Regions from separate parts of the Mus musculus genome. Here region 2 is linked to region 1. A link is a contact called in public HiChIP or PLAC-seq data. All regions are on one chromosome and are shown on one strand. The core of a region is the stretch at or near the end of the contact, and the rest is flanking DNA. Distances in the headings are between cores, read along the strand shown. Region 1 has its middle 19 kb from the start of Serpinb1a. Region 2 has its middle 17 kb from the start of Serpinb6b.

What was found. HiChIP or PLAC-seq counts read pairs in DNA pulled down with a chosen protein or histone mark.
Region 2: a contact with region 1 is called in a CTCF HiChIP or PLAC-seq map of CD8 T cells, with 6 read pairs. The contact joins two enhancer-like sites. A contact is called at or near these places in 1 of 39 promoter capture datasets (the C10 cell line), 1 of 15 datasets of contacts at CTCF or cohesin (CD8 T cells) and 2 of 9 other capture datasets (adipose tissue and liver).

The regions. Positions count from the first base shown.
Region 1 is chr13:32,830,602-32,833,823 of GRCm38.p6, forward strand. No RefSeq gene overlaps it. Among named protein-coding and RNA genes, the nearest start is that of Serpinb1a, 19 kb to the right of the region's middle. Within about 2 kb of position 1,485, at least 119 of the 459 cell types and tissues checked have an H3K27ac peak or open chromatin away from gene starts, as enhancers often do. A contact at or near this core is called in CD8 T cells, where this site is marked.
Region 2 is chr13:32,981,134-32,984,355 of GRCm38.p6, forward strand. No RefSeq gene overlaps it. Among named protein-coding and RNA genes, the nearest start is that of Serpinb6b, 17 kb to the left of the region's middle. Within about 2 kb of position 1,753, at least 9 of the 459 cell types and tissues checked have an H3K27ac peak or open chromatin away from gene starts, as enhancers often do. A contact at or near this core is called in CD8 T cells, where this site is marked.

The DNA of each region.
Region 1 (3,222 bases), core at 235-2,734:
TATATGCATATGTAATAATGGCACCATTAGCTGGGGACAAGTGGTCTAAACATTTCCTCTTCCAACACAAGTATGTCAAATATGAAGGCAACTGATGCAGCTTGCCTGCAGAGTTCCAGACATTATCAGACCTCTGAGCATTGAAGCTCTGAGATCCACCAGGAATGACTTATCTAACTTTCTTTCCGGGGGCCTGACGAAATAGCTCAGAGGGTAAAGTTCTTTACCAGGCAACTGTGAAGACAGATATTCAGAGCCCAAGAACCCATGTAAAAGCTGGGTAGGCATAGCAGCCGCTGGTAATCCTTGCAGATGATCCCTGAAGGAAACTGACTAGTGAGACCAGCTGAAATGGCATGCTGCTTGTTTAGGGAGAAGAGTCTGCTTTGATATATAAGGTATAGTAATTAAGAACACTTTGGACCACCACACACATGTACCTGCACACATACCACACACACACACACACACACACACACACACACACACAGAGGAAAACGAAATTCCTCATGGCTTAAATGAACCTAACTTCTGTCACAATACATCCCTCAAATTTCAACTGTTCTACCTAAGACTCTTTCAGCATGTTGACCACTAGAAAAAGGAACCACGTACCCTCCTGCTTTATATTGTTCAAAGGTTGGACTCCTTACCCCACCCCACCCCTGCCCTGTAGGCAGTCTAGTTCTGATCAGATCCTCCCAACACGAGAAGCTAAACCGTGAAATTTCACATCCCAGTTTCTTCCATCCTGACTGCGATAGCTGTCACAAGATTTTGCGAGTGTTGCTTTAATAGTCGATAGGAATTTCAAGTAATGCCTTAAAGTCAAACTGAAGTTGGGGCTGAAATAATAGCGAAGCATCCAGCTTTTTATGTCACAATTAAGTCTGATGAAGCCATCATTTTCTCCTGCTGCCTGGCAAGCCCAGAATATAAAGGAACTTTATTTCATGTGGGAGGGAACAGAATAGGGATAGATTTGCGGAAGTTACAGAAACAATGATAAGAAGAGATAATAAATCAACAAGGAAATTGTTGCCAGGCAACATGGTTGGTTGTCAAAGAGATAGCCTTCAGTAATAACCCTTGGCAATCTTCAATATTAGGCTGTAAATCTCTGAATAAGAATGACTGAGCTATGAGTGGATCAGGGTGGACACTCTTCCAAAGAACCAGTGCACCCAGCTCACCCATTCTGTCTGTAAACATAACTTCTGCCTCTCTGAGAACTGTGCATCTGTTTCACTGACTGGAACACTTTGTCTCTTGTGTATTTAAAATTATACTGTGATTGTAGTTTTTTTTTTTTTTTCTCAGTACAATGAACCCAGGTTGCCATCTCCCTACTTACTTGGGTCCCAGAACTCTGGCCAGAGGTAGCAAGGGCATGTGACTCACAGACAGTGAAACTGGGGTCCTGTGGGAGTTCTCCACAACCTGAAACCAAATTAGGTAGGTACAGAAGGCGGGGCTAGTTGGCTCTGGGGTAGGAGATCTGCATGAGCAGTGTCAGTCTGTAAACACTGCGGAGGAGGAAGATACAGTTGCTAGCCTTTGTACACACTGGGAGAAGGAAATACAGTTACTAGACTTTGTAGACACTTATCAGTCTTCCTAAACAGTACACCAGAACTCCCAAGAAAAGCCTTGCAATTTCTCTTGAGCCTGGCTCATATGCGAAACAGCTTTGCCTATTTCCCATGTGAGGCCTTGGGCATCCTTGACACAGCTGCGCCCAGCCTGGCCCATATGGATAATAGCTTTGTCAATTGGCCATGTGTCTGGCAGGCCTTTGCTGTCCTCCACAAAGCCTTGGCCATGATAAAAATCCATATCTCCTCAGGATTTCACTCACGCAAGCCTTCCTTTGCTCCCTATACCAGTTGATGCCAAATTCCCTTATATTATTCTTGTTAGATCACCAACATTTGACCAGTGAGTCCCGTACATTCCCAGGTCCATGAAGTCTGTAGAATGTTGGATTTGAAGGAACATTACAGAATACTGGGCCACGGTCTTCATTTCCATGGCTGTGGGATCTGCTCTATGACTGACAATCTCCTTTCTTCTTGAATCTGTGTTCCACAGAGCCTGCCTTTTATGCTTGGAGCCCTCATCCTGTCTTTTCCTTGTTAAAATAGTCTATGGCAGGAAAGTCTGCTCTGCTCACCCTTGTCTCCAGCTGCTAGGCATTTCCAGGATTCAGAAACACTGACAAATGGATGTGAGCAATGACTTCCAAGATCTACAGCAAAGCTTAGTCACCTAGAGGCTGTCCTGACATGTTTGGAAGAGTCCCTCCATCCTTCCCTCCCTTCCCCGTGTGAGGCTTTGTGCAAGACAGTGTCAGTGCATAGATGAATGGGCGGGCTCTCTGGGCTGAAAGCTGGCTCTTGAGACTGTGGACAGCTTGTGTAACATCTCTTTATTGGTTTCATCATCCATACAATGAGAACATGTTACATCTAACTCATTAGCCGGATGAGAGGATTAAAGAAGCTTAAAAATATTCTAGTATGTAGATAAGTATGAGATATATCTCCCTTTTTTGAATCTTTGCCATTATTTTTAATCAAGATGAAGCAAAATCTGCCCCCCAGAAGACTAGGACAGTCTGTTCTCATAAGTGAAGGTTAAAATCAAGGGCAGGAGAGGTCGAGGTGGAGAGGAGCCGGGATCTTTCCTATAGAGGGGTAACTTTTCTTACTGGGCTGGTGGGAATTTTAGCAGTATTAGCTAAACAATCATTTTGCTGTCTTTCATTGGGACTTGTCACATGATGGTGAGTTCACTTTACTGTTTTCAGAAAGTGAGCCGACAAAGAGGGCTTCTGAAGGGTTTCATTGCCATCACAACCGAGCTGTGGTTGAACAGCTCAGGAAGACAATGGTTTCCTGTGTAACTGGAAACAAAATTGCTTGTATCTAGGACAAGCGTTTCTTAATAGCCAAGAGAAAAGGGAAGGCAAGGGGCAGAAAAGCAAAATAAGATCGAAGTTCTTTTTAAAATCAGTTTATATTGATTGCACAAAATAGTAGGTCCCATTATGACAGATGTAAGTAAGGGGTTTAACCATGTCTATCTCTGAACACACACACACACACACACACACACACACTATTCCCACCCACCTCTCCTCGTCTTGTACCTTAATATTATGAGCCCCTTGAATTTCAGGTCTTTTTTTTTTTTCAAGGTGGGAATTCTTTGCGAATGTTG
Region 2 (3,222 bases), core at 503-3,002, 150 kb after region 1:
CTTACCTATATCCCCTTTCCTCCTTCAATTGTTAAAGCTTCCAATCATCTCTACAAACTTGTGTTTGGCTCATGCTGGACCCTCTTACTTATATGCAATGATTAAAGTGGCTTCTTAAAGTTTTAATTGGCATCTAGCTTTGCCTTTGACAGAGACCCTTGGAGGCATCAGATACAGAGGTGTGAGTGATGAAAGGGGGATCTCGGACTGGTTTCTAAAGCATCTGAATCATGGGATTGAACCTGATGAGGCTACTGAAAATGTGTGTCTAGGCCTGTGTGTTCTGCCTGTCAAGGTCCCAACCAAACTGAAGCCATTTTGAATAAAACTTCCATTTTCAATAGGGGCTCAAAGAAGTTTAATATCCCAAGACCTCCCTGAAATCCTGTTTGACATGAACGCTTGGCAAGTTGTCCCACTACAGATGAATAAAGCCGCAAATGAGAATAGAATAGTATACCACGAAGAAATGTTCCTAGGAAAGTCCCCTGTCCCTGAATCGTGATGGGTAGGAAATCAAACTGTAACTTGACAAAAACCCCACAAATGTGGCTTTTGTGATTTATTTTTATACTTAAAAGCTCTGTAATTTTTTGGCTTACAGTCACAGTTCAACTCCCAAGTCTGTTTTGCATCCCTGATCAATCAGTAGTGGCTTGATAGCAATAATCATTTATTTCCTGAACTGACTTTTCAGTTGTGTTGGATCACAAGCAGACCCTGAAACACCTCTTTTTCACCATTGCCCATAACAATAGCCTCCCATGATGTAATTCTCATATGTGGTCAGGATGTAAAACACAGATGTGATTATATATGTCCTCATCTTAATAAACTGTTTATGGGGGTGCCCCCTAGACTAAAAGAGAAAAAGAAACCCCAGTGTGAGAATTAATTTGGGTAGATCAACACACTCAGTCTCTGAATCATAGGATTTGGTATTTTTTCAAATGTCAGTGGAGATATAGCTGAATGCTTTCAGAGGAAAAGACCAAGGTCTCACAACCACACTATGGACTGTTACTCATTCCTGAAAACAATATACCTAGCCATATAAAGACATCCAAGAACCTTATGTGTATATTACTGAATTAAAAGGGCCATTCTATGCAATTAAAGTGATTTGACATTATAAAAAAGGTGAAACTACAAAGAGAAAAGATCAGTGGTTGGCAGGGTTGTGAGACTGATGACAGATGTCTCAGCAGAGCACAGAAGGCTTCAGCATAATGACTTTTGCTCTGCTCGATGATGCACAATGTTGGACACACATCCTCATCCAGTTGTTCCAACCCATAGATAATTAGGAATATCCAACATTGCAAAGCATATTAGCTATTTTACTTGTTGCTGTGTCAAAATAACTTAGAAAAGCAATTTAAGGAAAGAGGAATTCAGTTTTGACGCTCACGACTCAAGGTTATAGTCCATCATAATGTCAGGAACTTGAGGCAAGTGGGAACTTTGCATCCACATTTGGGAAGAAGAAAGCAAAGTATTTTCGGCTCAAATTCTTCTTTTTACTCATTTAAGACCCCAGCCCATGGAATGAGGCTGCCCTCTCTGGATAAGTATTGTTATCTCAATTAACCTAATCAACAGGTGTGGTTCATCTCCCACGTGATTCTAGAATCCATCAAGTTGAACATGTGAATCATCCCTCATGTATCACTCTGTTGTGGTTTCTCTTAGGCTCTGCCTTCTCATTTGTGTTTGTGGTCACTCTCTGGGCAAAGAGAATGTGATGACATTCAACCTTGGTGTGCACTACTCGAATCGAAATCACTGGGTGGACTTTAGTGTGCACATTAGATCAGTATGTTATATGAAAGGGAAAAATGCAAATAATGAGGAGATAAAAATTTAGATGACTTAGTTTCAGAACTAGAGAAGGGGCCCACATCAGCTTCATGACTAATAATGTCTATAGCTCACGTGTTGGAGTTGGTCTGGTGTTGGTGTATTTTCACACACATCAACCAGCTTTTGTTGTGCAAACCTTGCTTTAGTTAATGGGTCAATAAAAGGCTAAATCATATGATTGGGCGGTAGAGAGAGGAAGATGAACCTTCCTCATAGGGAGAAAGGAACTCTGGTGAGAATAAAAAGAAAGGCTTTTCACAAAGAGACACGAGCTGGGAGATGGATATGACTACAGGGCTAGAAAGTATAGCTAGCCACCTGCTGGATAAGTGATCAGGTTAACTAGATGAGCTAGTTGAGTGTATGCCCAGCCAAGGCATAGGCTTTGAGATATTATAAGGTCTTTCTGTGGTTATTTGGGGAAGTAGCTGTTTAAGGAGCAACTGTGTCTGTATTAATTTCCAGCATTAATTGATATATACAGAATATTAATCTCCTTTTACACTCACAAGACCAGTTAAAACTTGTCCTGTTCTGTTCAAGAACACTATAGCATAGGAGTGGAATGTTCAAGCACCTCAGAGCAGGATAAAGGATGTGGAGGAAGAGGAAAAACAATAGTGGAAAGGTCACTTGGAAAATCAGGAAAGTCCAAACTGAAGGACTAAATGTCACCACTGAAGAAAATAGAATAAGCTCTGTGTATGTTTGGCTGTGTAGAGGATAGTGTACTAATGACTCCTTGGGGAGAGTTTTGGGGTATATTGGACTGGAAGTCAAACTCCATGGAATGATGAAAGAACCAGAAGTGAGATTAAGTCATGGTTCCTAGAAGCAACTGGAATAGAAGGATGAAACAATAAGGTAGTACTCCAGGCACCACCAATAAAGGAAACATGATTAAACATTTAAATACAGGGCAGAGTGAGCATACTTATAAGAATAAGAACATGACTCCAGTGGATTAGAAAATATTAAAGACAGAGAGAGGGGCACATAGAGGACTTGTGTCAGGGAGATGGGCACTCCTCCATGGGCAGGATAAAGGAAACTCCCAAAACTCTTCCTTCCACAGTGAGCTGCCTTGAGATAGATGGCTCCTAAGCCTCTTTACCTACTCATGTTTCTCCACTGAGAGACAGGGGTGATGTTCATTTACGATTTCCTGGAGTAATGACCTTGACACACACCTGACACCTCAAAGATGGCTCCCATGAATTGCTTATGATGCTCCCATCTGAGTGCCTGAATCCATCTACAGTTTCTTGGTGGTCTTCCCTTTTTCTTCAAGCAGAGCAGCATAGACTTTGGAGTTGGTGATATGTGGGCTCAGACTGCATGTTTACTCTTTGATGCACA